Regions from separate parts of the Mus musculus genome. Here region 2 is linked to region 1. The links are chromatin contacts, called in public HiChIP or PLAC-seq maps. All regions are on one chromosome and are shown on one strand. The core of a region is the stretch at or near the end of the contact, and the rest is flanking DNA. Distances in the headings are between cores, read along the strand shown.

Region 1 (4,410 bases), core at 1,236-3,735:
TTTGTGTCCTTGTAGTGTATTACACAAGATACAGAGTATGGCCAGTGAGGCCGAAGGGGCAGAAGGCCACACCATGCAGGGCTTGTGGCTATGTAGGGATGTTCAGACACACCCAAAGTGCATGGAAGCCAAACCCACAGCACGCATCACGGCCTGCCAGGCTCTGTATGGCTTGCCACCCCCACCCCTGCCACAAGCTCTCTCTTCTGAGACTTCATAGCCTTTAACTGTGCCCTGCTGTTCTGGCAATGACTCTCCCCCCTTCCAGTTCTGATCATCTAGGCTCTGGCATTTTGGGGATCAGTAATGATCCAGAACCCTATTCAGCTATCATACTACCAAGGAGGAAGTTTAGCATTTATCAAGTACCTACTGTGTGTGAAGAACCATGTCGAGCACTTCATATGCATTATCTCAGTTAATCTTCAAAAGAATCCTGTGGCGTAGATTAATGTTACTGCCTCTGCTGGGCAGTGAAGTCACAGCATAGGCTGGTAACAAAGTCAGCAATCCAGGAGTTGACACTAAGTCCCATGCTCTTCATCACTAGGGTCTAGCAAGCATAGGTCACCTACTTATTTAAAGATGACACACACGTGGACCTCATCATCCAAGCAGCGAGAAGATTATCATAGCTTTCTATCAAATATAACTCCAGAAAGAGAAAGACATGCCAGAAACACTTATCAGTTTTGAATTATTTATTTATCATCTCAGCTATGATATTGCTTATATGGAACTTTGTTAGAAGTCCATTTGTGTTCAAAGGATCAGCAAAAGTCTAGCCAAATCCCGGTGTTTCAGAGGGAGTGAGCAATGTTTCCATTCTGGAAGCTATACATAACCAGCCAACAGATAGGGCTAGTCCCAAGGATGGACTCTCAATTGAGGCTCTGAAATCACCCATCAATCAGCCCACCAGGACAAGGCAGCTCAGGAATGGCTGTAAGGTAACAGGAGAAAAATCACAGGCACGTATAAAGAATATTCCAGGTTTTTTGAACATTTAGGAAACGTGGAGGAGACCTTATTTCTCACATAGGACTCACAGTATTTGGTGATAACTGCTTCTTGCCTCTCTGGCTCACAAGCCCTTTGAACTCTTGAAGTATTTGCACCAATCCCTTCATGGACCCACAAAGGTACTGACTGTCTCCAAGGAACTGCACAGCATGCAGAAGGTGCTTTGCCTTTCTCCTTAGTGAGGGAAAGGTCACAGAACAGAATCAGGACACTGGTGATTACACACCGGGTGCCCAAGTTCACTCCTGGGGAGGGACCACTGGGATTCTAGAAAGGAGAATGGAGTGAAAGACAAGCTGGGGCTGCTGTCCTCATCCCAGGTTGGCTCACGGGAGAGAAGACAAGGAGGGGGTTGGGATAGATGGAGAAGTGCGGGATGGAGGAAACCAAGCCACAGACAAGAAGTAACAGTGGCCCGTTTGTCTACTCCAGCGTCCCCAGATACGATTGGTCCTCAGGGACCCAGTCACATAAAAAGTTAGCCCAGAGGCCCCAAATCTCCACCACAGCCACCCACCCTATTCAGTCCCACAGTACCCTTAGGTGTCTGCTAGCTCTGGCTACTGTGATCTAAGCTTGTTATGGGTGCGTGCTAGAGCTGATGGTGGTGATAACGAAGCCTAGATGGGCAGGCTTTGGGTCCAGTGAGAGTGGGTGTTGGTAGTAATTCAGGTGCTGCAGGGATTTCGAGCCAGGATGCTGAGGAAGAAGACGGGGAGGAGGAGGGTACATATCAGATAATGGGCTTTATGGCCCATCTGACAGTCTGTTCTGTGTATACATCTAGGGCACAGGGTAGTGATTGGTACTTACCACTGAAGTATGCAGAAGTTCCATGTAGATATCAAGACTGAAAAGAGTATGCTTTATGTGCCCAGGAGAGGAACGCATTTGTTTTTACCTAAAGTTGTCATTCTTTCCTTCTCTCTCTCTCTCTCTCTCTCTCTCTCTCTCTCTCTCTCTCTCTGTGTGTGTGTGTGTGTGTGTGTGTGTGTGTGTGTGTGTGTGTGTGTAAGAGAGGGAAGGTGATGTGATACTTATATGTCATCAGGGTACACTTGGTTTGGCATGCCAATGGAGGTCAGAAGTCAACCTTGTGGAATCAATTCTCTTCTTCCACCATTACATGGATTGCAGGTATAGAACTCAGGATGTGAGACTTGCCAGCAAGAGCTTTCAGTGGTCGATGGGCCATTTCAAAGGTCTCTCTCTCTCTCTCAAATTATTGTTAATACTCACCCCTTCACTAAATGGAGTGCACAGTTGGAATGGTGCTATGTGGCTTTCAGAATCGGCAGCCACGAATAGTTGTGCTTTCCAGAGCCTGATGTGAGAGTTGAGGCACCACAACCACGGGTGTGGCTGTGCAGTGTAAGAGAATGTGCATTCCTGAGCCTCACCTCAGCTCTATTGTCTATGCTCTGGCGAGAAGGACCAAGAAGCCCCATTTTAACAGAGCCCCAGGTCATTCTTGTGCATATTGAAATTGAAGAGCTGCTGTCAGAGAGGCTCACGCTGGAGAAGAGGGAGTTTACTGTACTGCCAAGTCTTGTGACTTTGAATAATTGACAGGGGAACATTTGTTTAAGATTTTTACTTCAGTAAATAGGACAGTGTGGCTGGCAATAAAAACAGGGGGAGTGTTTATTAGGAAAATAAAACACAACGTGGTCTGATGGTTTGCATGCAATAACTTATATACCCATGAGGTTTTGCAGAAACACTGGCTTGGGGGACCTCAGGAAAGCTCACAGTGAGTCACAGTGCGGTACTAATGGTGATGACTCAGCCTTCCCAGCTTCAGACAAACCCAAGGAAAGAGAAAACTGGAGGGCAAGCAGGATGATGTAGTTGCCAGCTCCTGGGGTCCACCCCATCACCTGAGCACTCCTGGAGCAGCGTGCGCTCAGGTGACATTCTGTTCAGAATTCTTAGTCTTAAGAGGAAGGGGAGTGGTTTGGAGTGAGAAAAAGAGAGAAAAGAACAGATGACCAGGAAGCATGGATAGGCCAAAACCGACCTTAGGAAGTCTAAGTGGCAAGGGAGTAGAAGGAAGGAGAAGGTACAATCAGAGAAGACACAGGAATGGAGAAGGGCAGAACCTAACAAGTAGCCACAGAACAGAGGGTAGCGGGACTTAGGGAGCCCTCACAGAGCCAAATAGTGCCCAGGTTACTCGGTGGAGATAAGACACCCAAGAGGGTTGCAGAATGCACAGAATCAAACTGCAAATGTAACTGGATTGGAAGGACAGAAAGGGAAAATAGATGTATCAGTAAGGCAGATGCAAATAAATAAAATGGAACAAGAATAAACAAAAACACCAGGTAAGAAGCAAAGTACTGTCATCAAAACAGGAGAGCTCTCATTGGTCGAGTAAGGAAGCCTAAGGAAATGAAAGGAGATTTTTTTTTAATTGGTCGAGTAGGAAGCATAAAGAAATGCAAGATCAGATGGATGGGAAAGGGATAAAGTTTTAGCATGGTTATCTACACAGAAAGTTTCCAAGAATTCCAAAAAAAGCAAAGATATCTTAGAAAGAATCAATGAGTTCAAGGTGAGAAAGCTACAAGATAAACATAAAAATGCAATGATATATTTGTACTAGAAAGAGTACAGATTCAAAACTAAAAAATACACCACTATAGTGCATACGACTCCCAATAGATGTACATTTAACAAAACTTGCACTAGATTTGCACGCTAAAGTGAGTGTGGCAGTGCATGTCAGTAGCCCCAGCACTTGGGAGGTGAGGGTGGGAAGATCAGAAGTTCAAGGCCAGCCTGGGCTGCATGAGACACTTTGTCAAAACAAAACAAAACAAAACAAAACAAAACAAAACAAAACCAAAGGCTTATGTGCTCAGAGCTGCGATGCGAATGGAAAAGTCATAAAGTAATGGAGAGATACAGCATCTTCCCACATCGACAGACAACACCCTGGATGCACCACTCTCTCCAACTTGATAGGAGTTGTACTGGCTAGTTTTGTGTCAACTTGACACAGCTGGAGTTGTCACAGAGAAAGGAGCTTCAGTTGAGGAAATGCCTCCATGAGATCCAACTGTAAGGCATTTTCTCAATTAGTGATCAAGGGGGCAAGGCCAAATAAACCCTTTCCTCCCCAACTTGCTTCTTGATCATGGTGTTTGTGCAGGAATAAAAACCCTGACTAAGACAAATTGGTACCAGCAGAGTGGGGTATTCCTGTGACAACCTGACCATGTTTTGGGGAGGACTGTGGAAGGACTTTGGAACTTTGGGCTTGAAGATCCATCCGTTGTTAAGAGCTCTGTCGGATGTTGTGTAGGAGCTTGGAAGATAATATTGAGAACACTGCAGAAGATGGAGGTCTGGTTTGTGAAATCTCAGAGAGAAAATTAAAGA
Region 2 (4,312 bases), core at 1,154-3,653, 90 kb after region 1:
AAATCTTCATAAGTTGGAGATTTCATAAGGTCAATATTCCTAGCCCTCATCTTCACCCCCCTATACAGTCTCACTGCTCCGAGTTAGGAAATAGGCCTTCGAGGTCACTGTTGGCTGTGACCATGGATAGCCTTAGTTGTGTGTTGTCCAAAACCAGCACCCCAAAGGGTGTTCTCTGTGAGCAACAGTAAGCAGGGTGGGAGATTTGAGTGAATTTTAGGCTAGGTCCAGAACTGTTAATTCACCAGGTTCCACCTGCAGCCGGCTGGATGACCCTGGAATGATCCCCACCCCTTCCACTTCCCCTGGGATCCCCCATTTGTCACTCATGTTGGCCACCAGCCTAGTCACATGCTTATCTAACCTGGTTCTCTATTGAAAACTCCCACAGGTCAAATACTGTGACAGCAAAGATTCTACTGAAACAAAACCCTTTTGCTTTGTGCCAGTTCCTGATTCCTGAACATCACAGGGGTGAAAAGCAGGCGGAAACTAACCAGGACTAAAAATGGCTGCAGTGCTCTTTCCAGGATCACCCGGCTGGGTTCTTAAAGGACCCAAGGGCACTGAGATGGGAACAGCCCACACTGGGCAGCTTTGCCTCTCAGCTCCCCGCGTAACCCTGCCGTAAGCCAGGTAAGAGCATCTTGTATAGGACGCCAAGGACATTCCATCCTCCAGCACCTGCCCCCTACACCCGTGTTCTCACTTCTCAGACCCCTGGTGCAGACAAACCACCAGGGCTGCAGAGATTGGGTGGCCCTGCCCTCCGAGAATCTGTCTGGGAGGAAGATGACAGGAATCTACATTTTTTCACCAGCACCCCAGGTCATCAGGATGCAGGTGATGCAAGAGTTGTTCAGGAAGACTTTCCCATCCCATGTTTCTAGGGCGGCTGTGGGGATTCCTACTCAGGGAAGTTTGTGTGTATGTAAAACGCCTCGTGAATCACAGGTTATCAAAATCATGGATGCTCAATTAGGTGTGTAGCACCATAACACACAGTGTGTCATTATTAACAGAGTGGGGCTGGAGAGATGGCTCAGCAGTTAAGAGTGCTTACTGCTCTCCTAGAGGATCTGAGTTCTGTTCCCAGCACCCCACATCCAGAGACTGGCAAATACCTGTAACTCCTGTTCCTGGGTTCCCTCGGCACCTGAAGACACTTACACAGACCCATACACATAAATAAAAACAAGCTTTTCTTTTTAGTATTGCATGGACATAGGGCAGGATGCAATCCTGACTGAGAGTAACCCAGAATAATGAGGGTCCTATCAGCGCTGCACCAAGAGAGCTGCTCTTGTATTACCTCACTGTGGAAGGGAGTGACTGCTCTGGGCAGGTCTCCAAGCCAGACCAGGACTTAGCAGTGATGTCCAAGAACAACACTGCTGATCATCCATCCATCCAGTGCTTTCTAGTTTATAGAACGACAAACCTCTCAGAGGTCATTTGACTGCAGAACATACCTAAACACTCATCCCTGTAACTGTGGAGGCAGGAACAGGGAGAGGGAGCTATAGCTCAGTCAGTAGAGGGCTTGCCTAGCATTGCTGAAGCCCTGGGTTCAATCCCTAACACCACATAAACCAGACATACTGGTACACACCTGTGACCCTTGGTGACATACAGAATTTGAGGCCAGCTTGGGATAGCAAAAGGATGATGTAAGTTTAAGCGACATCTATCTGTGGCTGCCCATTATCCTAGGAGAGGGTTCCCCAAGGATGAAGATGTGTCGAAGAGTGTAGAAATAAGTAAGAGTCCAGGGGAGAGTAAATGGTTTAATAAGTCAATAAATGGAGCATTAGGACACAGCTAAGATTTAACTGCCTAAGCGGTCAGGATCACCTGGGGGCCCTTTTCTGGGAAGCCCTAGGAATCTTCGTCTTTATCGCTAAATCTGTCTTCCTGCTTCCTCGGCCCACAGGAGTAAAGATAAGTCTATCAGTGCAAAGATAATTCTGTCAGTGCAAAGATAAGTATATCTGTGCACCATACGCACACATGCATGAGAGGGTGGGGAGCGCAAGTTGCAGCATGCAAGAGGCAACCGTGTGCGCAGGTAAATGCATCATTATTTAGGTAATTTGTTAGCTGAGCCCTGGAGGGCTGCTGCAACCCCCCAAGCCCCAGCCGGAATGCCTGCAATTCCCACACTGTCCCTACTTACAGTCAGCACTTCCTGGGCAGGCCATTTCCTCCTGTTCTGTTGCTTGTCTGTTTCTAAATGGGGAAAGCCACCCCCTCTCCCAGCCCCCCTCCCGCCCCCCCTTGTTACTCCTCCCTTTCCTCCTCTCCCACCACCCACTCACTACCTGTCCTCCCGCTGAGGGTGGAACAAACAGGCTCAGAGTCCTCGGAATCTGCCACTGCCCGGGCAGCCCTTTAGAACAATGCATTTTATAGCACATTAGTCACGTTCCCTTTCAAAGGCGGCATTCTCTTCCGAAGGGCCCACAAGCCTGAGTCTTGCAGAGGGTCTTCCTGGCCTGCCAGTATCTGGGAACCTTGTTCCTCCCCGTGCCTCAGTTTCATCACCTATAAAACGGGAGCTCCCAACTCCGGCTCTGCTAGGACTGTTGTGAGCACGGGAGAGGGAGACTCCCGAGATGATGCTTACTGCTTCCAGCTGCTGCTGACTACGGGTCAGACGAGATTGGCTGTAGTCTCTACACTCTCTCAACAAAGCTAACTGGACACTCTCTGGGGACCGCAGGCATCAGTGACCTCTTTGTCAGCAAACAGGATTGGAAAGCGGCCAACCCTCTAAGACAATCAGTGTCATCAGGCACTACATTATTATTCCTTTCTGAGTCGGAGCTGTGCTCAAATCACCAAAAGACCAAGTCCCTTTCTTTCCCACTCCTCCATTTAAACTCCCCACAAATCATCAAGCAGAGTAGCCTTCACAGGGCCCTCCTGGGACAAGAAATGCCTGAGACCGCCAGCTCTCAAGCCTGTGGAGGGCTCCTTCACTGATGGACACTCTTCTTGCCCAGGCTATGCATTCCACAGCACCTACTTACTGTGAGTGTATACAACCTCTGCCCCCTGAATTCTTATGACCTCTGTGGTCCTCCCTCAAATGCACCAGGAGGCACAGGGGCTTCAAAGATGCACCAAGAGCACACACAGCCCCACAGCTCAGGCCCCCTCACTCTGCTCCACTTGGAACAGGCACTCTGCAATATTCCCTGCTCAACTGCAGAGAAGCCGGAGCCCCACTCAGCGCTCCTCCCGGTAGGCAGGCGCGCTGCAACGTTCCTTGATCAATTGATTAAAAGCCTCAGCTCCGACTCACATTTGCCAAGTACTTTCCACAAGGGATCAAGACAGAACTAAGCGTTCTGCATGTCATCTTAATTGAAAGTTATAGTCTCTTACAGTTCCCATAACAGCACTAGAGAATCCATTTCTGGGTCCCCAGGAGGTCCAGGGAAGCAGCAGGAAGCAGCAAGGGGCCTGGAAGTGTGCAAGTCTTGGTGGGTGTGCCGATGAAAGAAGCCAGAGCTGGCTCCATTCAGAATTCTGCAAGCTATCCTTCCTGCTCAGCCCCAGCCCCAGAGGAAACCCGAATTCCTATTCATACCATCTGGAAGAGGAAGTCCAACACCGCAGTAAGCCAGCTGCTTTTTCTAGTTAGGTCTAAAAAGCAGGTATTTGAAAACAGCTGTTTCTGGTATTTTATAATAAATCTGTCAAGTTCGTCTACAGATCGAAATCTGTGATTATTTTTAAAACCAGGGCTCTCTCGGAATCGGGGCTGTAGAATGTCACTATAGGCTTTCCCCTCCCCCGCTCTTGAAGCACCCACACCCAGAGCCTTCTGTCCTCACTGAAGATCCAGCGAAGCACACAAGCAATTCAGGGATGTTTAGAAAATAAAGTGAAGTTTCCAAAAGAACCAGACAGAAGCCCACTTCCTTAAAACAATGGCATTAAAACACTTCCTTAAAACAAGAGCGTTATCTTTAAAGAGCTTTCCTTTACCCTTTTATTCCACTCACATTTTTGTCTTAAAGACATGGGTCTCACTGTGTAGCCCTGCCTGCCTGGTCTGGAACTTTCTACTTGCTATGCAGCCCAGGCTGGCCTCCAACTCACAAAGGTCTGCTTGCTCTGCCCCCTAAGTGCTCAGATTAAAGGTGCCTGTCCCTTATGGCGTTCATGTTTAAAAAAGTTACAAAGTACAAATTGGTACAGAAAACTAAAGTTTAAGTGTCTAACTTCCCATCCATCAGTCATCACTGCCAAGAGCCCCTTCCTGAAGATGCCACACCTGGCAGCTTGGGAAACACTTGCGGGC

The links. HiChIP or PLAC-seq counts read pairs in DNA pulled down with a chosen protein or histone mark.
Region 2: a contact with region 1 is called in an H3K27ac HiChIP or PLAC-seq map of trophoblast stem cells, with 15 read pairs. The contact joins two enhancer-like sites. A contact is called at or near these places in 6 of 39 promoter capture datasets (cranial neural crest, fetal liver, frontonasal cranial neural crest and 3 more), 3 of 484 Hi-C or Micro-C datasets (the 3T3-L1 cell line, nephron progenitors and pancreatic cancer cells), 4 of 115 datasets of contacts at active chromatin or transcription factors (embryonic stem cells, pancreatic cancer cells and trophoblast stem cells) and 3 of 9 other capture datasets (adipose tissue, embryonic stem cells and pancreatic islet).

Annotation. Positions count from the first base shown.
Region 1 is chr3:102,101,561-102,105,970 of GRCm38.p6, forward strand. The region is part of intron 1 of Casq2 (calsequestrin 2); the gene reads left to right. Among named protein-coding and RNA genes, the nearest start is that of Casq2, 17 kb to the left of the region's middle. Within about 2 kb of position 2,486, at least 48 of the 459 cell types and tissues checked have an H3K27ac peak or open chromatin away from gene starts, as enhancers often do. A contact at or near this core is called in trophoblast stem cells, where this site is marked.
Region 2 is chr3:102,191,433-102,195,744 of GRCm38.p6, forward strand. All of the region lies in intron 2 of Vangl1 (VANGL planar cell polarity 1), which reads right to left. Among named protein-coding and RNA genes, the nearest start is that of Gm16160, 10 kb to the right of the region's middle. Within about 2 kb of position 2,404, at least 117 of the 459 cell types and tissues checked have an H3K27ac peak or open chromatin away from gene starts, as enhancers often do. A contact at or near this core is called in trophoblast stem cells, where this site is marked.